7 separate regions of the Mus musculus genome follow, and all the other regions are linked to region 6. The links are chromatin contacts, called in public Hi-C, HiChIP or PLAC-seq and promoter capture Hi-C maps. All regions are on one chromosome and are shown on one strand. Each heading gives the region's core, a stretch centred on a gene start, on an enhancer-like site or on the middle of the called end of the contact. The rest is flanking DNA. Distances are from core to core; before and after follow the strand shown.

Region 1 (3,046 bases), core at 281-2,780, 970 kb before region 6:
TAGAGAGCCAAGGGCATGGAACCTCAAAAGCAAATTTCAAATCCATCTCCCAGAGAAGTGGAAAAGGGTACATTTATTGGACCAAGTTCCACAAGCTCTAACTTGACTATCATGACCCATATATCAGCAATGTTGCACACAGTCAACTGAACGAAGTCGGTCATCAAGCAAAGTGGATTGATGGGCCTGATGATACACACCCTTGTAATCCCAGTGCTTTAGGTGGAACTAGGAACAGTTCAAGGTCAATTTCAGCAAGCCAAAGTTTAGCCTAGGCTACATATGGGTCTCAATACAAATACTTTTCCCCTCCCATACCCCAATCCATTGAGAAAGTAAATAAGTGTTAAGGGCTGGTTAAATCTTTAATTGATTAGGTTAAATCGAGTTAATTTATTGAGGAACTAAGGACAGGAGCTTTTTATTCAGAAGTCCTTTTTAAAATGACCATAAAGAGGCCCAAAACATGGAACAGTGATTTAAAGCACCTGTTGCTTTTGCAGAGGGCCTGGGCTCGATTCCCAGCACCCACATGGTGACTATACCACCATCTGTGACTCTAGTTCAGGGGATCTGTGGGCACCCATGTGGCGCACATACATTCAGGCAAAACATTCATACACATAAAAAATTAATCTAACACTATCAAAAAAAGAAATGTAACAGGAAAGACTAGGGAAAGACGGAAAACGCAAATTCCTGAAGGACACTGCCTGGATTCTTGGCTTGGCTTGCCCGCTTCCCTAGCTGTAAAACAGTGATAATAACGCGGGTCCCAGCTACCTCAAAGGGCAGTTTTGGCATCCAGACAGAAACCATGTATTTAACTGTGTTTTGAAAACTGTAGGGCACTCCATAAATGTAAGCCGTTTTTGTTACTGCCTCGCTGTAATTATGGCAAAATCACAAACAAGGGCTGTTTATGGAAGAGATCTGGCTCTCCCATGGGGGGCACTGTGAATTCCATCAGCCTAGTTCTTTGTTACTGAAACTTTTCAGTATCTTTTTTTTCTCAAATACTAGGTAACTAGCAAAGTACTACATATAAAAGTACCAAGAAGACAAAATAGTTTTAGAAATTCTTAACAAAAAAGAAGCCACAGAAACGCAAAGTCGGCCAGGAAGGAATTTTCCTCCGGATCGCAGTTCTTTTTGAGGCAAGCATTTTATGCCAACACCCGGTGGGTGGCGGCTGCCCAGAGGAAACGAAACAGTGGAACTGGCCTTCCCCTGCATAGCGATGATTATTCCATTTAGATACAAAGAATAACAAGCTACAATTCCCGGAGCTGTGCAGGATGCTGCAACAAGTACCCCGCGCCCCTTCGCACCTCCCTCGGGCAGGCAGAGCCAGAAGAATGCGCGCGCACTCGCCTCTTGGCCTGAGCCCCTGGGAACGCGCCTCCCTAGCCTGCCCCTCCTCCCCAAGCCGGCGCGCCGACGTCGGGTCACGTGACGTGGGCGAGCCGACAGCGGGGGCGGGCGGGGCCGTCCGGCTCCGCAGAGCGGCGCAGGCGCGCCAGGGCCGCGCGAGGCGAGCCCCTCCTGCTCCCTGTCGGAGTCAAAATGGCGACGGGGGGAACCTGGAGTGGTCCCGGAGCCTAAGCCACTGACAGGAGAGGGGAGGGCGGCGGCGGCGGCTGGAGGAGAATGGCCGCGGGGGCTGGCGCCAGTGCGGACGACGGCGCTGGGGGCGGCGGCGGCGGAGGCGACGGCAGCGGTCCCAGCAGCAGTCGCGGCGGGAGGAGCCTCCGAGGTGAGTGTCCCTCGGTGTCCGAGGCTTGAGGAGCCGTCTCGCCGGCCCCGCGCGGCCCGGGACGTCCGGCTGCCGGCAGGGGCGGTGGTTGGGCGTGGTGGCGCCTCGGCCGAGGCCCGGACGCCGCGGGGTTGCCGAGGCGCTGGCCAGCTCGGCCGTCTAGGGCCCAGCGCGCCGGCGGCGGCGCGGGACGGGGGCCTCCCGGTCCCCGCGCCCTGAGGGGCGGGCCGGACAGCGCGCCGCCGAGCGGGCCGTGACCGAGGCGCGGCGCTCAGGGCCGGAGGGCGCGCGGCTCCCCCACCCCCGCCCGGGTGGCCGCCGGGACGAGCCCCTAGCGCCGGGCTGCGAGGGGCGGGACCCGCCGCACCCTGCGCTCGGGAACCCACACCCGGCGCGGACTCCTGTTTACGGGCTGCGGGGTGGGCGTGAGGCCGCTGGGGAGGGCCGGAGCTTGGGGGGGAGGGGGGAGCAGGCCTGGGGAGGACCACTCCCCGCGGGCGAAGTGAAAGCGTCCCGGAGTGAGTGCTCTGGGAGGACCGAGACTGGCGTTGAGCTTTGACAGGTAGGTGGGGGAGACAATACGGAGCGGAGCTTCGGCTGGAGCCGCGGAGGCTAAGCTAGCTTAGCTCCCGGGAGGACTTGGCGAAAGGCGTGCCTACCTTCCCTCCTGCTCTGCTGTTTCTCCCTTCCACGCACTCACACTCTCGCTCTCGCTCACACTCCAGGGTGAGAACTTTCTCGCCGTCTTCGGAGAAACTCCGAGGAGTGTTGTATCCGCTTTGAACCACCACAGCGCCTCTCCCATACCAGCACACATAATAAGTACTCTGGAGTAGGCCGAATTTGCAGAGCAGTCTCGGTTCTCTGGCCCAGGGCACTGGCCCCTCGGCTCAAGCTTCTTACAGTGACGGAGCAAGGAAGAAGCGTTTTTTGCAGATAAATTAGCTTTTCCAGCAGACGTTATCTTTTGTCTCTGCGTAGCGTCTATGGCTCACCCATTACTCACATTGTCTTCTTTGTAAGTCTGGAAGAAAGACTTGAAGTTATATGAACCGTACATTCTTCATAGCAGCTGTGATTCGACTGGTCTTGGAATTTTGGAGTCAGGAACACCTTTAGAGATTGGGCGTGTTCTAAAGTGGGGGAATTGGACGCGGAAAGGTGCGATTCTGTGGGTCATGTAGCTGGGGAGGGGTGAGACCTAAACTAGGATCTCGGCTTCTGCAGGTGAGGAAGAGCTCTTTTCACTCCACTCCAGCACTACTGTTTGTGGGTAGCTTTCACCACCGC
Region 2 (3,056 bases), core at 224-2,723, 900 kb after region 6:
TCTGCATCTGAGTTGTGCACACACGCGCGCGCACATACACACGCTCAGAAAGTGAAAGGCCGTAGCAGTTTTTCTCTCCATTTTAGAAAGGAAAATAACTGAGATGAAACTTTGGCACCCGTGTGGAGAATGAATGATGGGTTGGCCCTGGCAGGGAGTAGAGATGGGAGCTGGTCGTATGACCTGCACCTGATCAAGGTCAGAAAACAGGGTGGTTTGGGGGACTTGGTAATAGTAGACACCCAGCGTGAGGAGAAGTGAGGGTCTCTGATTGGCAGCCACCCCTGGAGTCTGTGGTTGTGTGTGGTGAGGGGCTGGTGTGGAGATCAGGCCAACATGGTTTTGGGATGCGTCTGGCATGTGGTCTGGGGTCCACAGGGCAGTCCTGCTGGGAGACATGAGATGCTGTGGGTGACTCCACAGTCACATGCCAGCTTTGTAGGTGGAGTAGCCATCCAGGTGGCAGTAAGCCCAGGACAGGTGTGGGAGGAATAAGCAGGACCCCCAATGTGAACCCCAAGACAGGGAACCCCCAAGGTACAACAAGCCAAAGGAGAGGAGTGGTCAGCAGAGAGCAGAATCAGTAGGGACTGAGCCAGCCCACACTCAGCCTGTGGACTTCTCAGCTGTGGGCTGCTTCATGACCCAGCTCCACTGAGATTCCAGGCTGAAGAAAGCGATGGTCTGCAGGCGGTCTATTCCCTCTCAGCCTGTGGGCACAGGGAACTAACTGCTGGAGACCACAGCACTCGGGGCACTGGAATCCCTTTTCTACAGTCCCAGGTATGGTGTTTTCTCTCCCTAGCCTGCTGGCCCCTCTGTTGTTGGCTAGGGCTAGAGGTCGTTGGAGCCTTGGCCCGGGTGACTTGCCACATTCCCAAACCTCTGGGGAGGCAGGATGTGAGCTCACCTGCTTCCATTCTCTTCCCCCCTCACCTCCTCCTTTTCCCTCACCTTTGTTACCACCTCAGACGTCAGAAGGCCTATTGAATAGCAATAGGAATGTGGGGATGGAGCCCAAAGAGGAATCAAAAAGCTGAGGCACAGCAGGGGGGAGCTTAGTCCTGGGACCAAGGCTTGGCTGCCCTGTTCTTTAAATCCACATCCTCAAGAGGAAGAAGTTACTGGGCCATTTTACAGATTAAGAAACTGAGACTTAGGAAGGAAGAAACTTCAGCCCTAGGAAATATGTTTTCCCTTAGTTGTTGGCTGTCTAGAGAAACTTCTTTCTCAAAGCCAGGCTTCTGGAGCCTGTGGGGACATGACTTGCTCTGGGTAGATCAGCATGGGGGCAGCTGAATGCTAAGCTGGGAGCTGAGCAGAGTGGACCAGATTGGAGCATTGTTTCCCAGAGCATCCTGAAAGGGCCGCCACTGTTTTTGTGTCAGCCTGCAGCCCCAGAAGTAGAGACTGGTTTGCTTGAGACACCTCTGAAACCAGCATTTCCGGGGTTGGGCAGAGGGAGCAGCTGGCTTGTTTCCTCCCAGCACAGAGCAGCAGGAAGTCAAGATGGCAGGGCTAATTGCTGCTGGTGGGAAGGGTGAAAGGTGGGTCTGAGGTAATTAGCAGAGTTGGGCTTCTGCCAGGGGCATTAGAGACTGAACTTGCTTGAGTGAGCATGAGCACATGCGTGTGTTAATATGAAGGCGTATGTGTGTGTCTGTCTGCATGCATGTGAGTGTTGTGTCCAGGTGTAAATGTGTGTGTGTGTGTGTGTGTGTGCCTGTGTGTGCATACACTTGAGTCTGGGATATTGCTGTGGGCTTCTTCTCTTAGCCTTGAGTCCAGATCTTGAATCGACAGGGTTATTTTCCAAATATCCCTAGACCTGTGTGCTGGCCTGCTCCACTGGCCCTCTGCTTCTCGGTGTGGAGAATGCCACCAACCCTGTAGCAGAGGTCTGTTCTGTCCACCCCTGTGTTCAGGACTCACTCTCCACCCAAAGACCTACAACCTCTCCTTCCTTCCTCTGCCTTTCTGTCCAGAGTCTCTAATGCACTCACTCCTTCACTATACTAAGCTGTGTTTTTCTACCATGGCTCAGTCTTCTGAGGAATTGTGTTTGAGTCCCTTGTTTTTTTTGTTTGTTTGTTTTGAGACACGGTTTCTCTGTATAGCCCTGGCTGTCTTGGAACTCACTCTGTAGACCAGGCTGGCCTCTGCCTCCCTAGTGCTGGGATAAAAGGCGTGCGCCACCACGCCCGGCAAGTCCCTTTTTTGTGGTGGGTGCACAGATGGGATAGGAAGACGATAAGAGGTCTGAACTCATACTGCCTACAAAGTTACAGCTAACACCACACACACTACACCTTCCAACACCAAGGGCCCCTGGGTCTCTGGTCCACGGTGCGCTTCGGTGAGACTCGATTCCATGCTGGAATGAATGAAAGTTTAGCGATTTGTTCAGTGGTGGTTTCCTGCACAGAAGAGGTAGGAGCCAGTTTCTCTTGTGACCAGACAGAAGAAATGGAGTTCTTACATTTGAAAGTGAGGAGGGGGCTTCTCCTATTTCTCTGAGGTGGCTGTCAATGCCAAGGTCAGGTGTTTGATGTTGTAACTGGTCTATCAGATGAAGTCTGACAAGAACTTGCCCAGACAAGCTTTCTCGCTCCCTAAAAGCTGGCTGCCTGGTGCACAGCCAGGCTAATAACCGCTTTTGCTATTCAACTGTTCCCTTTGGAAAGACGGTTGTTGTTGGGTTTTCTTTTTCCCCCCTGTGACTTTGCCAAGGCATTCAGAACCCTGGCCTTTCCCAGATAATTCAGTCCTACGTTTCTAGTAATCACAAGAGGGGCCAGGATTGTAGGGGGAGTGCACAGGCCACACCCCGCCCCAGATTCCGAGTTTATTGGTAATAGTTCAGGGTGCAGGCATTTTGAGGAAGTAATTAGATACTGTGATAGTGTGTACGCTGCAGGGGTCTAGTGGCTTGAGACCAAGTTTTCAGTAGACAGCAGCTCGCTGGGCGTCTCTCTGGATGTTGGGGTGCTCTGAAAGCAGAGTTTCTGCAGAGAGTAGACGCCTGTCACTCTGATGAGCTGCTGCTAGTCTTGGCC
Region 3 (3,174 bases), core at 233-2,732, 840 kb before region 6:
AGGGGATAGGGATGGGGAGCCAGGTGCTACAGCCAGGAGACCCAAGAGAGCTGCATAAACAAAACGGCTGCATTATTTAGGGAAGGGAAGCTGGGGGAAGGGTAGCCCGGCTCCTGGGCTGGAGAAGTCTGGGAAAGTGGATTGGGTATGTCTGCCAGGAGAGTCCCGGAAGGGACAGAAGGGCAGGGAGAACCAGGAGGCCACCATCGGCTTTGATATGTTAAATAGGCACAACAGCAGAGTCCAGGGTTTGAAACCTAACAATGATCCTCCAAATTTAAATACCAGCGACCATGCTGTGACTACTTCTGGGATACAAGATTTATTCAACAATTTTACAGTGCAAACCCAACTTGGTCAACGAAGACAACTAGTATTATGACTTCAGTCCACGCCACACCATAACTCCAAGTCCCTTCACTCCTACCCCAGTCTCCCACTCCACCCATGGGCATAGTTAGCCTGTTTCCTTCCACCAATTCTCATCCTTGTTGTTAAGTTTCCTTCCTACCCACCCTTTTCCACGTTAGTACTTAAATGTACAGTATGCGTCACTAAACACTACATCTCAGCCCCTCAAACTCTCTCGTTCAAAAGGTCCCACAAATGCCAAACAGATCCTTTTCTCCTCTTGGCTTTCCAGTCCCCAGAGAGAGGGGATGTCACATAGCACATACACACGAAACTTCATTTAACCAGAAAGGGGGTGAGGTGGGGGCAGCTAGCAGTTAAACTAGACTACAGGAGTGTCCGGAAGCCGAACCTCACCGGAAGATTTTCAAAGCCGGCCCACTTTCCCTTTACTTTTCCCCATCTGGTCCCTAATTAAGATTCTTGGGCGGTGGGAGAAGTGGAGCGAAGAATATCTGGGTTTGAGAGATCACGAGAACAACCTCGTGAAAAGCAGGCCACCAAGAGGCGACAACTGGAGGACCGGAGCCTGCAGTGTACCATCAGCGGAACCGAGGGACAGCCCTGGTGGCGACAAGCTGAGGATGAAATGGCAGCCGGGCCGGGGCTGTAGAAGCACAGAGTAAAGGGCCGCCGTGAGTGGGCCCGGCCGCGGCCAGCGGGAAACAGACAGGACGGCGGGAGCAGCCGGGCCGCGCGCACCTGCGAGTAGGAGCACTTCTCCGAGTCGCTGCCGCCCAGGACGGCGCACGCCTCATTCTCCAACTCCTCGTCTTCCTCGAGCACGTCCACCAGCGACACCACGGGCTCCAGCTCCGCCTGGCACTCGGTGGGGCTCTCGGCTCCGGCCATCCTCAACTGTCACCGGGCTCCGCTGCGTGGGCCCAGGAGGAGGCGGGAAAAGTGGCCGCCGCCAGGGGCGTCGCGAGAAGGCGGGGCCCCGTGAGGAGGCGGAGCCCGAGCACCAGACAGCCAATCCTAAGGAAGGACACGGAAGAAAATGGGCGGGCCAATTTCGGGAAATCGGAAGTCATTCCTCCTCCTCCTCGCCTCTCCCGCCCGCCCCGGCCGCAGGCTGGCTTCCGCTTCCGGGTGGCGTTTCTCCGAGGCGCGCTGTTGAAGCTGAGTGGTCGCCATGGAGCTTTCGGGCGAGTACGTCGGTTGTGACGGGGAGCCGCAGCGGCTACGAGTGTCCTGTGAGGCGTCGGGAGACGCGGACCCTCTCCAGAGCCTGTCGGCGGGCGTGGTCCGGATGAAGGAGTTGGTAGCGGAGTTCTTCGGGACCCTAGTGGAGCAGGACGCGCAAGGCTTGGCGGAAGATCCGGACGACGCTTTGGATGGTGAGCGCGGGGGCGGGGCGCCGGGGGACACTGGCGGGACCGGGCAGTGTGAAGGGCAGGCTAGAGAAGGCGAGCCCCGGAGAAGAGGAGCAATCGCTTCTAAAAATCCTTAGAACTCGCTGCCCTCTTTGTCTGATATCCCACCGCCCCCCGTTTTTGCGACTTTTCCCACCAAAAAAAAAAAAAAAAACCGTGGCGAGCGTTGGACTAGGGACTGGTCAACGGACGAAGTCAGCTTGACTCCCTTGCAAAGAACGCAAAGGATTAAGATAGGCAGAGAAAGTGGCGGTCTGTAACCATTGCTAGCTGGCACGAAGACCCGAAAGGGCGGGAAGGTAGACCTGGTTGTTGAAAAACGGAAAGGAGTGAAATTAGAAACGAGAAAACGTGTTTGACAGAATGAGGAGAGCTTCGAATGACCGAGGCCCACTTTGTTTTAGGGAATCTTAACCCTCTCAGTTTTGTAGCTATTGTTTCGAAAGTAAAAGAGTTCTTTTTAGTTTAGCTTTTTGGTATTCTTAAATTAATTGATCGTTTCATTCATGTATTAATGCATTCAGGTCATGGTCTCTATCCCCCGCTGAACCCTTCTCGACAGGGCTCCTCGCCTTTCTTTCCGGCCTTTTTTTGTCACTGGATTTATTTAAGGATATTTGTATGATATTTACTGGAACTAGGGCAACACAGCAGTGACTAGACCACTGAAGAAAAACAATGACTCCCCCGCCCCCCATTAACCGCCAACCGCTCCTCTGAGAGGGGTGGCGCCTCATGAGCCCCCCCCTTCCTTGATGGAATGTTTACGTTGCCATCTTGTGCTGCCAGAGTTTAAGGGCTATATAATGTCCGAAAGCACTACAGCCCTTCCCGTCCTCTTACTTTCTCTCACCCCCTCTCCTGTTGTAGAAATTAACTGTTAATTTTGGTGGCTTGGGGTTTGTTTGCTTTTAAAGATGGATGTTTACCTGCATGCTTGTCTGTACACCTCTTATGTGCAGTGCCTTCGGAGGCCAGAAGAGGGCATCAAATCCCCTGGAACCAGAGTTACAGATAGTCAAGAGGGTGCCTCGTACATGCAGGGGAAAAGTAGGTGGTGCTCTTAACCACGGAGCCATCTCTCCAGCCCTAGCTCTGTTAATAGGAATAAAATTATTTTGTAGACATTGTCACCATGTAACGGTTAAACCAGCCTCGCTTTGGATTTGCAGAGACCTGCCAGACTCTGCCTCAGCAGTGCTGGAATTAAAGAAATATGCCACCACACTCCACTGTTGTTACATTTATTTCTAATCTTGAATTGAACACCAAGATAGATGTTTCATTGTTCTGAGCTAAGGAGTCAATTCTTCTGCAGAGGAGATTAAACTTCCGTATTCTTTATAATATAGTTATTGGCTGTCATTAAAAGGAACAATAAGGGGCT
Region 4 (3,362 bases), core at 338-2,837, 950 kb after region 6:
TTTTCAAGAAAGAATTGTAACACCCAGCATTCTAGAGAGTTCGCATGTTCCTTGGATGGGTGAGGCTTCCAGGTTAGTTTCAGGTTCACACTACCACACGTGCTTTCCGACTGAGGTCTTGGATGCAGGGTGCTCACCTTCACAGGTGAGAACTACAGAACCCAGTACCTGTCCGTGGTCAGAGGCTGGGTTCTGTCTGTGTGGGCTTCCACCTCACAAGCTAGCAGACAAGATCCGTGGGAACCACAGCATGAAGTGAAGGAAACTATTACCATGCAGGGGAGCGTGCAGGGGAGAGAGAAGCTTATGGTTCATGCTCCCTGGGACTGGAGGAAGCCTAGTTACAGTGCTCACCCAAGCAGCTCAACCAAGATTCAGATAAGAGAGACAATCTGGCTATGGCTTCTAGTCAGCCAGCCACATTTGTGACACTTCTGAGTAACCGTGCTGGGGCTGGGTGACACAGACATTCTGTCTGACCTGGAACGCACCAGTTTGGATCCCCAGAGGAAGAGTGTGGCAGTGCCAGGTGGGAGGAGGAGATAAAGGAAGAGCTTGGGTGCACAGGCAGCTTTCCTACCACAAACTTACAGTTTGTTTTTAAACTCCAACAGCTTTTCCCTGGCTCCTGGTCCAGTTCTCAGAAGGGTTGAAACCGGTTAGCAGGGAACAGGGTAACCACCCAGAGACAGGAGGAACTGGGGAGTGGGCACACAGCCAGCCTGAGTGACATCCCTTTAAAAACATTGCGATTGGCTTTCTAAGGCTAAAGGCAGATGCCCAGATGCTGGGTGCCTCCCGGGCATAGTGGCAATGGTCCCCCCCTGTAGTGTGCAGACCAACAGCTTCCTAAGAAGTGCTAGTTTCAGGCTAATCAGAGGGGCTGAGACACAGCAGTACGCTATCCTGCCAAATGTGGGGCAAGTCTTGTCCTGTTAGGAAAGGAGGGGCGTGGCCTGGCCTGGCCTGGCCTCCCTGGCACAGAGGCATGCCTACAGCGAGCTTATCCTAGCCAGCCTTTCTCTGTAGGGAACCCCTGAATGGAGATAAAGCGCTCTGGAACAGGTCCTGCAGGGAAGAGGCAGCCAGAGAGATGGGTGGGTCGCTGGCAAGGCCCCGATCTTAGGAACCAGGTTAGTGATCAGGCCCATCGTGTTTCGTACCTAACATCCCCCATTCCAAGATCACACCCCTAAGATAACAGCAAAAGAGACTCTGTGGTGGCTCCAGGCCAACTCACTATCCTGTACCGTGAGGTTCCTGGATGTGCTTGTTAACCTTCGCTGGGTGATGCTTGGGGCTCACTGATGATAAGTACCCAGTGCCTTGAGCGTCGGATCCCTCTCAGAGCTGCATCCCATTGCAGTCTTAGTTAATGTGTCCAGAATCGTTGTCTGCCTTCCATAGCAGCCTGTGGTCACTGTGGAGCCAGTTGTTTCCTTGCACTTGGTACTTAAGCCCAAGCAGCAGTTCACCTCCCTGTTGTCTCCTCACCTCCCAACCCCTCCCCATGTGGGTCAGGCTCCAGGGCTAACCCTCCTGTGAGCTCAGGCCCCCACCTCCTGGCATGCTGCCTGTGCATTACTCTCTGCTGCCTCCTGCTGGCTTGCTCTGGTTACTCCAGCGTCTACGCACAGACGCCCTCCCTGAATCTAAGCTGGCTGTGGTGTTCGGTTCCCTGGCCTTCTCCAGTGGTCCAATACCCCTCCATCGTTGGGGTGACATGATGCTCTTCCCCTTGTCTGGCACTCAGTGATGCACCCCACACCCTGTGCCCCAGACCTCTGCATCTTTGCACAAGCCCTTCCCAGGCTGCCTGCCTCTCCTTGTTCATTCAGAGTTGTCAGCTTCGGGCCAGAACAGGGCTGAGTCTGTGAGCTTAGCGGGTCATGCCCCCAATCTCACATCTCACAGTTCTTTTTATAAGCCTGCCTCCGATGGAGGGGTCGGGGTAGTGTGTCAAGTACAGTATCACCGTGATGTATATTTCTGTCTGTTTCCTGACCAGACTGTGAGCCTGAGAAGATAGTCTGTGTCATACTGCGCCTCTGTGCCAGTGAGCTTCTCTACTCTGAAGCCAGTTCACTGTAGTCTCTAGATTAAGTCCAGCCCACCATCGGCTTTTATGGGTGAAGTTTTATTGGAACATGATGCCTCATCCCTACCTCCAACAGAGAGCATTTCTCTCTGGTCCCTTACAGAACAGGGACACAGTGAAGCCTTTAGGTGGGCAGTAGTAGCTGTAGAGCCCAAACTCTGCTTAGCTCTGGGCCCCCCACAGTGACCCTGTGAGGGTAGCAGCCTCCTTTCTTCAAACAAGAAAAGGCATCACAGTTGCTAAGCAAGTGGTCTGGAATCGGAATGTGTCTGGCAGTCTCCAGAGCCCTGCCCAGCTGCCAGAGAATGAGGAGAGCCTTGACCATAAGGGGAAAAGGGGGCATAGCGTGGTACAGGAGAACTGGGGGTGCTGTGGAGGGACCCCAGCCTCCCACCGTTCATGCACAGCTAAGCATCATGTCTCAAGTGAGGAATGTAAAATTCCAGGGGGCTTGCTGAGGGGGACTCAGGTGCTGAGTGGGCAGTCTTCTGTTCTGCCTTGGGACTTCAGCCCTGTTGCTTCTGGGGACTGTGTTGAGATCTGTCAAGTTGGAACAGGACAGAGGGGCTCTTTGGTTTCTGATCTGGCCCTGCATTTCTTCAGGTCAAGTCATGTTGCAGGCAGACAGACAGGCAGGCCTTGAGGGTGGAGTGCATCCTGCCCTTTACTCTCGGTGGCACTGGAACTTACAAGTGAGGCATGGCGTGAGGCATTGTCCTTTCTGGAGCCAGGGCAGGAAGGAGCAAGAGGCCTGTTGCTATGGCCCCAGCGGCCCAGCTCTTGCTTCCCCCAACACCCGTGGGTTTTCTGTTGCAGTGGACACTAGGAGCTATTGTGTGTTGTGATCCCAAGCTCACTGGGAAGGAGAGTGTTTATTTGACTCCACATCCCCTCTGGTGTTTGCTGTTTATGTGTGTGTGTGTTGGGGGGGTGGATGTCAAGAGGTACTCCTGGAAACCAGTTATTTTATTGTTGTTCTTTGCTTTTGTTTTTCCAGTGTTAGGGCCAGAACTCAGGCCTTCATGTAAGCATTCGCTGCTCAGCAACACCCCCAGGCCCTTGCAGAGCACTTTGTTGATAAGGGAGCTGTTTTATGGATGATTCTTGGGATTAACTTTGTTCCTCACAGGTGTGAAGTGTTTGTGCCTGGCCAGCTGGCGATTCCAGACAATGCGTGCTGAGAGTTGTACACACGTTGTTAGCCACATTTTCAGTGAGGTAGAGTTATCCAGCCTGAGAGGCCATACAGCTAGAGCTTGTGGCC
Region 5 (3,139 bases), core at 438-2,937, 810 kb before region 6:
CAGGGTTTTGTAATTCTCCGCGTCTGGAATTTTGGATTTTCATTCTGTCGAGATGAATTTTTATTTTGTCAGTGGGGAATGATAATTAAATACCTGGGTACCAGGCACGCGGGCTCGTCAGGGCTGTTGTTTCTCCTAGGTCCGCATCAAGAAGTGTATGAGGTATGTGCACGTTTACATATCTATCTATATCCATTTCTAGGTCTATCCATATATCTTTCAAACCTAGAGTTCATGCCAGCATCTCCAGTCCACCCCACACACGGGGTCGCCACGGTCCGGCCTCCTCTGGAATTTGATTGCCTGCCTGCACAGTGAGGAGCTGGATCCTGTTGCATCAGGCTCTCCCACTCACTCAGCCTCCTTGTCTGAACCAATCATCTCACAGTTCACATCCTGTAGCGTGGGCCCCACAGGTACCCCAGCTGCTCCTCAGCCCCCCTCGGAGGTGCTGTGTAGCGCGAGCCCCGTGCACCTGCTCAGCTCTGAACAGCCAGGATTGGGTTTGTCTCCTCCCAGTGAGAGAACCCCAAAGAATCTCCTGCACAGTCGGTTAACAACAGTGGTGCTGGCCTCGGGGAAGCACCAACCCCACACTGCAGGGCCCTGCCAGCCTGTGACACTTGTTGGCTCCTTAAAAGCCAACTTTCCACCCGACCCTCCTGACCCTACCCTCTAGTGTAACAATAGCCCCGTGTCTCCTGTCTGGAGTCTACTTACTCCAGGACCCAAGTCTTAAGTGAGAGGCTTCACGGGGGCTCAGTCCCCTCAATTCCCTCACGGGACATCGTCCAGGACCCAGGGAATACCGTGAAAAGATACATGCGTATAAATTATGCACATACAGAAGGCACACGGAGCTCAATGCCATCGACGGGAGGACAATCCTAGTGAATCTTTCTTTTAAAAATAGGCTTTAAAAAATAGAAAAATTTAAAAATGGGTTTAATCTTTTGTATTTTTAGATATCGGCTATTTTTAAAACGCAAAGCCTCTCCCTCTCTCCCTCCTCCCTCCTCTCTCGTTCTCTCCCACCCCTCTCTCCCACCCCCCACTCTCTGGCTCTTGCTCTTTCGTATTCTAAGTAGAACCCAGCTTTCCCCGCCGCCCTTTTCCTGGAGGGGCCCTGACTTCTGTTTTTCTCTGAGATAGGGTCCCACTGTCTGGTTCACCCTGGCTTCTTTTTGTTATTTTGACTTATTTTTTTATTATTTTTTTTTCAGAGCTGAGAACCGATACCAGGGCCTTGTGCTTGTTAAGCAAGAGCTCTACCACTGTGCTAAGTCCCTACCCCCATGCTGGCTTCATGTGATCTTCCAGCATTGGCTCCTAAGTCCTGAGCACTGGCCTCTGGGGCTTTGCATGCATTAGGCTTAAAAAAAAAAAATTAAACATCATACTTCATATCCTGGTTTTTTTTTTTTTTTTTTTTTTTTTTTGGTTTTGCGAGACAGGGTTTCTCTGTGTAGCCCTGGCTGTCCTGGAACTCACTTTGTAGACCAGGCTGGCCTCAAACTCAGAAATCCGCCTGCCTCTGCCTCCCAAGTGCTGGGACTAAAGGTGTGCGCCACCACGTCCGGCTTTTTTTTTTTTTTTTAATTAAACTCTATTTTCTTGTGTGTGTGAGTGTGCTGACGGGGCGGTTAGGGAATTTGAGGAAGTTGGTTCTTTCTTTCCAGTGTGTGGGATCCAGGAAGTCAACTCCAGTCGCCATTTCCACCTTATTTATTTTTTAAGCCGTGTTTTTCAATGACCCTGGAACTCACTGACCAGCCAGAGTGGCTGGCCAGAAAGCCCATGGGATTCACCTATCTCCCCGTCCCAGTGCTGGAACTACACCAGCTTTTCCATGGATCCTGGGGATCAGAATTCGGGTCCCTCTGTTTGGGGTGCAAGCAGCTTGCCCACGGGTCCATCTCCCATACCCTTCTCCTCCTGTATCTTTGCACTCACGCTTGCTGTCCAGAGAACCCTTCTCTGACATGCCCTCAGCTCCCTGCTTCCTTTAGCTTGTGATCCTCTGCCCCTGGTTTTGAGCTTTCCTGTCAGCCACTGAACATTGCTTCCTCAAAACACTCCGCAAAAGCCCCTCAACTTCATGAGTGTGAAATACATTCACAAGTCGGGCATGGTGGTGCACGACTTTAATCCCAGCACTTGGGAGGCAGAGGCAGGCGGATTTCTGAGTTTGAGGCCAGCCTGCTCTACAGAGTGAGTTCCAGGACAGCCAGGGCTACACAGAGAAACCCTGTCTTGAAAAATCAACCAACAACCACAACAACAACAAAAAAAAACCCCAAACATTCACAGATAAGAAAAGCTACCCATGCCCACAGTTTTCAAAAACCAAAATTATGAGGGAGAATCCACTTTGATTGAATCTCTATTTCTATATATAGTCATCCTGCCAGCTGTCTGCATGGGTACCTAGTCACAGGGACACAGGTGGGCTGATAGCTACTGGCTCAAATTCCATACAGAGGTTATAGCTTATAGCTATAAGCTATATATAGCTGTAAGGTTTTTCTTTGTTTGTTTGTTGTTTTGTTTTGATTTTTGGTTTTTCAAGACAGGGTTTCTCTGTGTAGCCCTGGCTGTCCTGGAACTCACTCTGTAGACCAGGCTGGCCTCGAACTCAGAACTCAGAAATCCACCTACCTCTGCCTCACAAGTGCTGGGATTAAAGACGTGTGCCACCACTATAGCTGTTCTTAATGCCTCAAGCCCCAAGATACCTCAGGGTCCCATGGGGCTCAGTGCTCATTTACCTACTACCCCAGCTCCCGGCCATTAGCTTCTTGAGAGTAAAGATGGCATCTTTCTTCTTTGCCTTTCCAGAGTGTGAACTGGACTCCACCATGCAAATCAGAACTCTGTGAGCCCTGGAAAGGCGTGCCTGTAACTTGGGAGTTAAGTATCCCTCCCTCTTCCTAACAACAGCAAACAATTCTTTTGGAGCAACGACCCGCCTTTCCCTCCGGGTGCGTGACTCTTCAATTCTCTCAGCGAGTATAAAATTCTTCATATACAATGATAAAACTGAGGTGGCTTCTCCCAATGTAAGCAAACTTCTTAGCGACAAAACTGGCCTTCTGAGACGTTCTAGAGTGTCAAAAGCAGAGCGGTTTCATTCCTTATA
Region 6 (3,098 bases), core at 45-2,544:
CTTGGGACTCAACTTCTTCATGCCTTCTGGGTCCATACTTACAAATATTCCCCAATTCATTCTTAAGCCATCCTTGCCTTCTTATAAATTCTCAAAATTGCCAGGGGCCTCCAGCCAAAGGGACTTTATTATACTCAGTTATGTCTTATTGTCTAGATAAGCTATATGGGAGCGCCCCCCCCCCATAGCTGTATCTCTCACTTGCTCATTTCAAGTCTCTATGCAAGATTATCTTATTGTGGAGTCCTCAGCCATTTTCTACATCCCCAGGGCTCAACCTACTGTGGCATGCCCATACTCTCCTTACCTTACCCTGTTTTACTTTCTCCCTAACATTCCCTAGTGCCCAGAATTAACAGTAGACATGTTAAATCATTTGACGACTATATATACTACACTTAAAAACACTGTATTGGGCATGATGGTACATTCTTGTAATCCAGTACTCATGAGGTAGAAGCAGAAGGGTCATCAGTTCAAAACCAACCTGGATTATAGGAGAGCCTATCTCAAACAAGGGCTGAGGATGTGGCTAAGCCGAAAAGCCTCAATGCCTGTACAAGTCTCTGGATTTGATCTTCAGCACCAAAAATTCTCCATCATTCAAGCTGAAAGTGTAGCTCGTCAACCCCACCCCCAATGACAGTGTTCTGGCCTGCTGCTTCTCTTGGGTGTGTGTCTTTTCTTCATTTTCTTGTCTTCCTTACTACTAGCCACGTGTCTCTGTCCAATTCCTTGTTCTGGGACACGGAAGCTGAAAAACCCTCGGAGGCAACCCCTAAATTCAAATAGATATCTGGTGAAAATTATTCAGAGAGGGATCATTTGAGAGGCGGTCATGGGATCCCACAATCCTTTAAGTGCATGGTAACTGAAAACAAACACCAAAACAAGGGTTTTCTGCCTGGACATTTGAATTGCAACCCGCTTTTTCAGCTTTGTAGCCTCGTTTCCAACCCTCTGGCACGGATGCTCTTATATCCGCAGACGCTGGATAATAGAGTAATGCAGATGGATTGAGGTTGCTTCCCTGTGGGGTGGGACGACCCTATCGAATCCTAGCGATGCAATAGCTCTTGTAGACAGGATCAGAAGGCACTGTCAAGGGTTACTTCCTCTTACAAACAAAAGCAGCTGCGCAGGTGGGAAGAGCCACCGCCGCCGCCACTGCCTTTTCGGTCTCCACCTAAAGTTCCGCAGGTTACGCGGAAGTCACGGATCTGGCTGGCCCATTTACTTGGTCCTCCGCGATCCCACGGTCCTTCGCGCCCGGGACGCCTCTGGCAGCGGCCCTTCTACGCTATCGCGAAGCTTCTCTATGGTCACTGCCGCTTTCCCGGCAGTGTCATGGCGGCCGGCGTTGAGTTGGCAGGACTGGCCCACGAAACTGAGGAAAGTCAGTAAAGCTGAGAAAGAAGTAGTGCAGCCGCACGGCGGGAAGCCGTGGGAATGAGCAGAGGCCTCGCGGGGCCCACGGTGTCCACAACGGCGAACCCTTGGTGAAGCGTCAGGCCGGGCCTCGGCTTTCTGACGCGGCCGTTGGTGGGAGTGCCGTGTCCTGCGAGTCCTCAGCGTCTGGATCCGCACCAGCTTCGGCGTCCAGGGACATTTGGAGAGGACGTGTCCACCCGCAGCGATGTCGTCCTGGCTCGGGGGCCTCGGCTCCGGCTTGGGCCAGTCTCTCGGTCAAGTAGGGGGCAGCCTGGCTTCCCTCACTGGCCAGATTTCGAACTTCACGAAGGATATGCTGTTGGAGGGCACGGAGGATGTGCCAGGTAACAGCTGGAGCGAGGGCGGTGGGGCTCGGTTGGGATCCACTTGGTTCCGGGTCCGGTCGGTCGGCAGACGCGGACGGGTCCCGAAGGAGTCACTCCACGCTTTTTTCTCTGCTCTCCTCCCTTTACCTCCGTAGCCGCTTTTCCAGCCTTCAGGACCACGGTGGAGAATTCTGGACCTCTCCCCTCATTGAATACGCTGGATAGCTCAGCGAAGTGGACCTGCTGTTTCTATGCCGAATAGGGTTATTTGGGTGGCCCATGCCTATTACTTACTTCGCCCATAGTTTGGGGGCTGATCTCACTTTGATCCTATTCCTTTAGTATGACAACTAAAGTATGGCAATTGCCCTCCTTCCCCCCAAATACTTTGTAACATTAATTACTCAAGATTAAACACTTGATCTGGCTTTAGCACGTTGTTAGGGGAATAGGGCTGTTTTTCTATTCAATTGTTTTCTAATTTTGCTCATCTTGAAGACACTTTGCAGCTGAAAACGTAGTTTTGTGTAGGATGGCACATTCTCCCATACTTTTGGAGAACTTTATCTTTTGAGAATCTTACCTACCTTTACTCACTTTAAAACTTGAAAAATATTGTGGTGTCTCTGTCTGTCTGTCTGTCTGTCTCTCTGTGTGTGTGTGTGTGTGTGTAAATGATGCACATATGCATGAGTGTCTACCTCATCGCCCGTGTGTGGAGGCCAGTAGACAACATTGTGGAGTTCTCTTTTCCCCTTTAGGTGGAATTTGAGGATGGAATTCCTTTTACTTTGCTTGAACGACAAACACCTTTACTCACCCATTCACCTGGCCAGGCTCCTTCCCTTATTTTTGAAGTCATCATCTTGCCGTCCTAATGAATAGTGACCTAGAATTCGATTGTAATCAGTGGTTAGGTTAATTACTCTTCCGATTTCTTGACATTTGTTAAGCAAGGAAGTGAGGAGATCCAGCCTCTAAGAGCACTGGCTGCCCTCTCAGAGAACCCAGGTTCTATTCCCAGCACCCAGTGGCAGGTAGCTAGCTCACAACTTCATTCTGTTTTCAGAGACTCGGGTGTCACCTTTAGGCCTCAGCAGGCAGTAGGCACCCAAATTGTGCACAGACACACATCCATATCATAATACAATAATAATAATATATACTTTTAAAGTTTTAGTCAAGGTTTGCAGTGTAGATTAGGGTGTCCTGGAGCTGCCAGTCTTCCTGCCCCTGCCTCTCAGTGCCGGCATTACAAGTGAGTACCACCACGCTAGGACAGTCTTATTTCTTTATAAATGAACAGCTTACTGTTCTGGTTTAATCTGTGGGAAAGACTAG
Region 7 (3,232 bases), core at 647-3,146, 920 kb after region 6:
CCTTTCCCATCTCAACAAGCCTGGGGCTATCGTGAGTGGCCAGCTAGAGACTGAGCCAATGTGGCTCACCCAGTGGTGGCTGATCTGGGAGGAGTAAGCCATGCTGATCTGTGGGTGGAGTAAGCCATGCTTTTACTATTTTGTCTTCTGCCTTTCTGGTAGGCGGCAGCTTAACTGGTGCTGGCCTTGCAACACTCTCTCTTTACAAGCAGGTTTCTTTCTTTTTTTTTTTTTTTAAATACCCAGCAGGCAGTGTTCCTTGCTGATCTCACAGTGGGGAGGGCTGATCAGTGCCTTGCCTGGAGGGCAGGAAAACTGTCCATTTCATTCACATTCACTCTCTGGTGCCCTGCTGTGAACAGAGGGAGGCTCAGCTACACTTGAAAGGCTGAAGGAACCTAGAACTGAAGCAGCTGAGTATGCAAAGCCGAAAATGGAGACAGGTGGCTTACAGGAGTCCTGAGAGAACGCTTAGACACGGGAGGGTCTGGTAACAGGGGCTGCAACTGCCTCAGAAGCCTGGCGTGTTTATCCATCTGCCTTCCCTTGGACCTCCAGATTTGCCAGTCACCAGTCATCATGACCTCAACGTTGGACGGTCACACTCCACTTGGGGGTTTCTAGCCGTGCCCTAGGGCTCATAGCTTGCATCTTCAGCTGTTCCTCCATACATTCCAGTAGAATGTGCAGCTGGAGTGAGCTGGCCATCCACTCCCATGCCTCACAGACGCTCATGTGGTGGGCTCTCAGTTACTGGGCTGTTGGTCTTCTCATGTCATCTTCGGGCTACAGCTGAAGAAAGGAGGGCACTTGCTGGTTCGGCTGCAGTGAGCAAAGATGATGTGCGTAATGACTAGGCCCGCAGCTGACAGGTTGTGGCGCCATGTGACTGCTGGTCTGATTTTCGGAGCTCCTTGAAGATGCTCTTTGACCCTGGCTGTCTGCCTCACGCTCCCTTACCCACAGCTGGATGGCTTCCCTTAGACCTCAGAAAGCAGCTGGCTCAGTGTGCCTGGCTGAGGGGCAGTTTTTAATCCCTGTCAGTAAAAATCCACTGTCAGGCTGTTGACATCCAGGGTGAGCGTGCTTCCTGGGGAGTTGTGGTCCCTGAATTAGATCGCTTGGCTGTTGACTCTCCTGTGTGCTGGGCTGCCATTGCCACCTTAGGAGCCCACAAACCAGAAAGGAGACTGTAATTGAGGCTGGTTGATCCACAAAGCCTGGGGCATAGCTTTGTAAGCAGTGAAGATCGCTCTTGCCCACAATCCCTTAGCCATTCAGTACCACATACCGTTGTAGTCACCTGTCACATTTGATTACATGGAGGGGGCGACACCATATCTAATCCTGGCTTGGACGTTGTCCGGTCAACCATGGCACATTCTGCTTTTGAGTTCGGACCTGGCCTTAGAATCCCCCCTCCCCTTTTTGAGATTTAAAATTTGTATTCTATGTGTATGGGTGTTTTACCTGCATCCACATATGCCTAGTACCCAAGGAGACCAGAAGAGGATGTTGGATTCCATGGAAGGGGAGCTGCAGTTGTAAGCTGCCCTGTGGGGAGCAGCCAGTACTCTTAACTGCTGAGCCATCTCTCTAGCCCCACTCAGGGTCCCTACACTCCAGAGAGCCATCGCCAGCCACCTGAGCCTAAAAGCCAGCTGTAGAATGCCTGGGAAATCCTGGCTCACCTGAGGGGTCCTTGCTCCTCAGCATTGCATATCAGACTGCAGGAGCCCAGGGCAGATGTAGTTGGGCTTCCAGAGGCTTCTTCTGTCTGGGCTCCTCCCACTTGATCTTTGTTTTGCCCATAGTTCTCATTCCACATCTCTTCCTGCCTCACAGCCCACATTACACGCCTGTCTTGTACAGTCCTTATTCATCTGAGGCCCTGATACCCATGACTCAGATGTACTTCTCAGCCCTTCCTTTACCTCAACATCCTCCGAAGCCCTGAGCTGTCAGAGGGATCTGTGGGCCCCCCTTTCTTCCCCCACCCCTTTTTTGAGACATTGTCTAACTCTATGGTACTGATCAGTGTGGTACTCACTCAGTAGACCAGGCTGACCTCAAACTCACAGAGATATGCTTGCCTCTGCCTGTGGAGTGCTGGCATCAAAGGAGTGGATCATGTATTGGCAGATGGCTAATAACCTAACTCTGGTTCCACCTGCCTATTTTAGGACTAAATAAGATTATGCAGCACCTGGGTGGTTACCGGCTGGTTAGGTAAAGTACCTTTGCACTGGAGATGGGCAGTGTGTGTGTTGAGGTTCTGTAGCCCCCTCTTTGAACTAGACCAACCTCCTTTGTGGCCATCTCTGATCAGTCAGTACTTGGTAGGTGTCTCCCCAGGATGGCAGCCCTAAAGCTGATAACATCTGTTGAGATTTCACTTCCTGCCAATATATTACTCATGAAACTGGTTTCTTCACCTACCCCCTCCCTGGTGTCAGCTCTCTCCTGAGCTGCACACCACCCCCACCCCACCCCCACCCCCAGTTTCCTGCTAGGGAGTATATTCTTGGTGATGGTGCTTTCTTGCTTTCTAGATGAAATGTCTTCTCTTGTTACAGACTCCTGTCTCTGCGGAAAGTGGCCAGTTTACAGAGATATACCCATAGGGTGGGGGACAGTGAGGGGACTGTTGGAGGGTGGACACACAATCCTGCTCATTTATCTACTCTGTTTCTCCCTGCAGCCTTTGTCATTCATTTTCCCAAGCACACACTGAGTCTAGCACTCATCCAGTCATCGTGCATCCACTGCTGTAGATCCTCTCCCACTGAGCCCAGACTAGGCCCCTCCATTCTCAGAAGGTGTCCCCACTAGCCCTGGAGAGTCAAAACTACCCCAGTGATACAGGCAGGTGTGTGTGTGTATGTGTCCGTGTCCGTGTCCGTCCGTCCGTGTGTGTGTGTGTGTGTGTGTGTGTGTGTGTGTCCGTGTCCGTCCGTCCCCGTGCTGTGTGTATGTTTTTCCTCTTCAGTTGGAGAAAGGAGAGAGAAGAAAGTCCCAGCAGGTAAACTTGTTCAGCCTGCCTTCCTTTCTATGCCTGGCCCAGAGGGATGGAGACAGCTGTGAGAGAATTTCTGCTTCTGAAGCTTCAAGGATGGAGTTGACACCCTCTCTCTATGCAAAAGTAGCCATGGTCTGCCTGTCTGTCTTCAAGGGCTCCACTTTTACGACCTTGGATCTTCATTACAGCCAGGCTTTTCTAAATCAGTGCAAG

The links. Hi-C and Micro-C count contacts between places; a contact is called where the count stands out from the background. HiChIP or PLAC-seq counts read pairs in DNA pulled down with a chosen protein or histone mark. Capture Hi-C pulls out chosen DNA fragments and counts their contacts.
Region 1: a contact with region 6 is called in an H3K27ac HiChIP or PLAC-seq map of thymic regulatory T cells, with 10 times the contacts expected there. The contact joins the promoter of Btbd7 here to the promoter of Trip11 in region 6. A contact is called at or near these places in 1 of 484 Hi-C or Micro-C datasets (CD4 T cells), 3 of 115 datasets of contacts at active chromatin or transcription factors (bone marrow-derived macrophages, neural progenitor cells and thymic regulatory T cells) and 2 of 9 other capture datasets (adipose tissue and pancreatic islet).
Region 2: a contact with region 6 is called in a Hi-C map of B cells, with 11 read pairs. The contact joins the enhancer-like site here to the promoter of Trip11 in region 6. A contact is called at or near these places in 4 of 39 promoter capture datasets (cranial neural crest, embryonic stem cells, erythroid cells and 1 more), 1 of 484 Hi-C or Micro-C datasets (B cells), 11 of 115 datasets of contacts at active chromatin or transcription factors (astrocytes, bone marrow-derived macrophages, embryonic forebrain and 6 more) and 2 of 9 other capture datasets (embryonic stem cells and pancreatic islet).
Region 3: a contact with region 6 is called in a promoter capture Hi-C map of liver, with 2.4 times the contacts expected there. The contact joins the promoter of Gon7 here to the promoter of Trip11 in region 6. A contact is called at or near these places in 5 of 39 promoter capture datasets (the HPC-7 cell line, liver, neural stem cells and 1 more), 6 of 484 Hi-C or Micro-C datasets (B cells, CD4 T cells, cardiomyocytes and 1 more), 3 of 115 datasets of contacts at active chromatin or transcription factors (embryonic stem cells, large pre-B cells and pro-B cells) and 3 of 9 other capture datasets (adipose tissue, liver and macrophages).
Region 4: a contact with region 6 is called in an H3K4me3 HiChIP or PLAC-seq map of stem cell-derived neural progenitor cells, with 13 read pairs. The contact joins the enhancer-like site here to the promoter of Trip11 in region 6. A contact is called at or near these places in 1 of 39 promoter capture datasets (liver), 10 of 115 datasets of contacts at active chromatin or transcription factors (bone marrow-derived macrophages, craniofacial prominence, differentiating embryonic stem cells and 5 more) and 1 of 9 other capture datasets (liver).
Region 5: a contact with region 6 is called in an H3K4me3 HiChIP or PLAC-seq map of bone marrow-derived macrophages, with 8 times the contacts expected there. The contact joins the enhancer-like site here to the promoter of Trip11 in region 6. A contact is called at or near these places in 3 of 39 promoter capture datasets (hippocampal neurons, liver and pre-B cells), 4 of 115 datasets of contacts at active chromatin or transcription factors (bone marrow-derived macrophages, extraembryonic endoderm stem cells, pancreatic cancer cells and 1 more) and 1 of 9 other capture datasets (liver).
Region 7: a Hi-C map of B cells shows a contact between it and region 6, with 11 read pairs. The contact joins the enhancer-like site here to the promoter of Trip11 in region 6. A contact is called at or near these places in 1 of 484 Hi-C or Micro-C datasets (B cells) and 6 of 115 datasets of contacts at active chromatin or transcription factors (embryonic stem cells, extraembryonic endoderm stem cells, large pre-B cells and 2 more).

What each region holds. Positions count from the first base shown.
Region 1 is chr12:102,876,926-102,879,971 of GRCm38.p6, reverse strand. Btbd7 (BTB (POZ) domain containing 7) reads left to right here and starts at 1,530. Exons shown (of 11, transcript NM_001377026.1): 1 at 1,530-1,756.
Region 2 is chr12:101,014,563-101,017,618 of GRCm38.p6, reverse strand. All of the region lies in intron 3 of Ccdc88c (coiled-coil domain containing 88C), which reads left to right. It overlaps Gm36756 (predicted gene, 36756), which reads right to left. Exons shown (of 5, transcript NR_166870.1): 5 at 2,801-3,055. Among named protein-coding and RNA genes, the nearest start is that of Mir1190, 5.7 kb to the left of the region's middle. Within about 2 kb of position 1,473, at least 141 of the 459 cell types and tissues checked have an H3K27ac peak or open chromatin away from gene starts, as enhancers often do. A contact at or near this core is called in B cells, embryonic stem cells, hematopoietic stem and progenitor cells and 1 more, where this site is marked.
Region 3 is chr12:102,756,118-102,759,291 of GRCm38.p6, reverse strand. It overlaps Gon7 (GON7 subunit of KEOPS complex), which reads left to right and starts at 1,482. Exons shown (of 2, transcript NM_001142938.1): 1 at 1,482-1,751. The coding sequence starts at 1,547. Gm20604 (predicted gene 20604) reads left to right here and starts at 1,482. Exons shown (of 2, transcript NM_001142939.1): 1 at 1,482-1,751. The coding sequence starts at 1,547. It overlaps Ubr7 (ubiquitin protein ligase E3 component n-recognin 7 (putative)), which reads right to left and starts at 1,317. Exons shown (of 11, transcript NM_025666.2): 1 at 1,114-1,317. The coding sequence starts at 1,263.
Region 4 is chr12:100,956,441-100,959,802 of GRCm38.p6, reverse strand. All of the region lies in intron 10 of Ccdc88c (coiled-coil domain containing 88C), which reads left to right. Among named protein-coding and RNA genes, the nearest start is that of A630072L19Rik, 20 kb to the right of the region's middle. Within about 2 kb of position 1,587, at least 94 of the 459 cell types and tissues checked have an H3K27ac peak or open chromatin away from gene starts, as enhancers often do. A contact at or near this core is called in differentiating embryonic stem cells and stem cell-derived neural progenitor cells, where this site is marked.
Region 5 is chr12:102,719,894-102,723,032 of GRCm38.p6, reverse strand. The region is part of intron 1 of Gm30296 (a long non-coding RNA gene); the gene reads right to left. Among named protein-coding and RNA genes, the nearest start is that of Gm30296, 11 kb to the right of the region's middle. Within about 2 kb of position 1,687, at least 33 of the 459 cell types and tissues checked have an H3K27ac peak or open chromatin away from gene starts, as enhancers often do. A contact at or near this core is called in bone marrow-derived macrophages and pancreatic cancer cells, where this site is marked.
Region 6 is chr12:101,911,367-101,914,464 of GRCm38.p6, reverse strand. It overlaps Trip11 (thyroid hormone receptor interactor 11), which reads left to right and starts at 1,294. Exons shown (of 21, transcript NM_028446.1): 1 at 1,294-1,775. The coding sequence starts at 1,637. Gm20036 (predicted gene, 20036) reads right to left here and starts at 1,798. Exons shown (of 2, transcript NR_152255.1): 1 at 488-1,798.
Region 7 is chr12:100,993,490-100,996,721 of GRCm38.p6, reverse strand. The region is part of intron 3 of Ccdc88c (coiled-coil domain containing 88C); the gene reads left to right. All of the region lies in intron 4 of Gm36756 (predicted gene, 36756), which reads right to left. Among named protein-coding and RNA genes, the nearest start is that of Gm36756, 8.5 kb to the right of the region's middle. Within about 2 kb of position 1,896, at least 54 of the 459 cell types and tissues checked have an H3K27ac peak or open chromatin away from gene starts, as enhancers often do. A contact at or near this core is called in B cells and memory CD8 T cells, where this site is marked.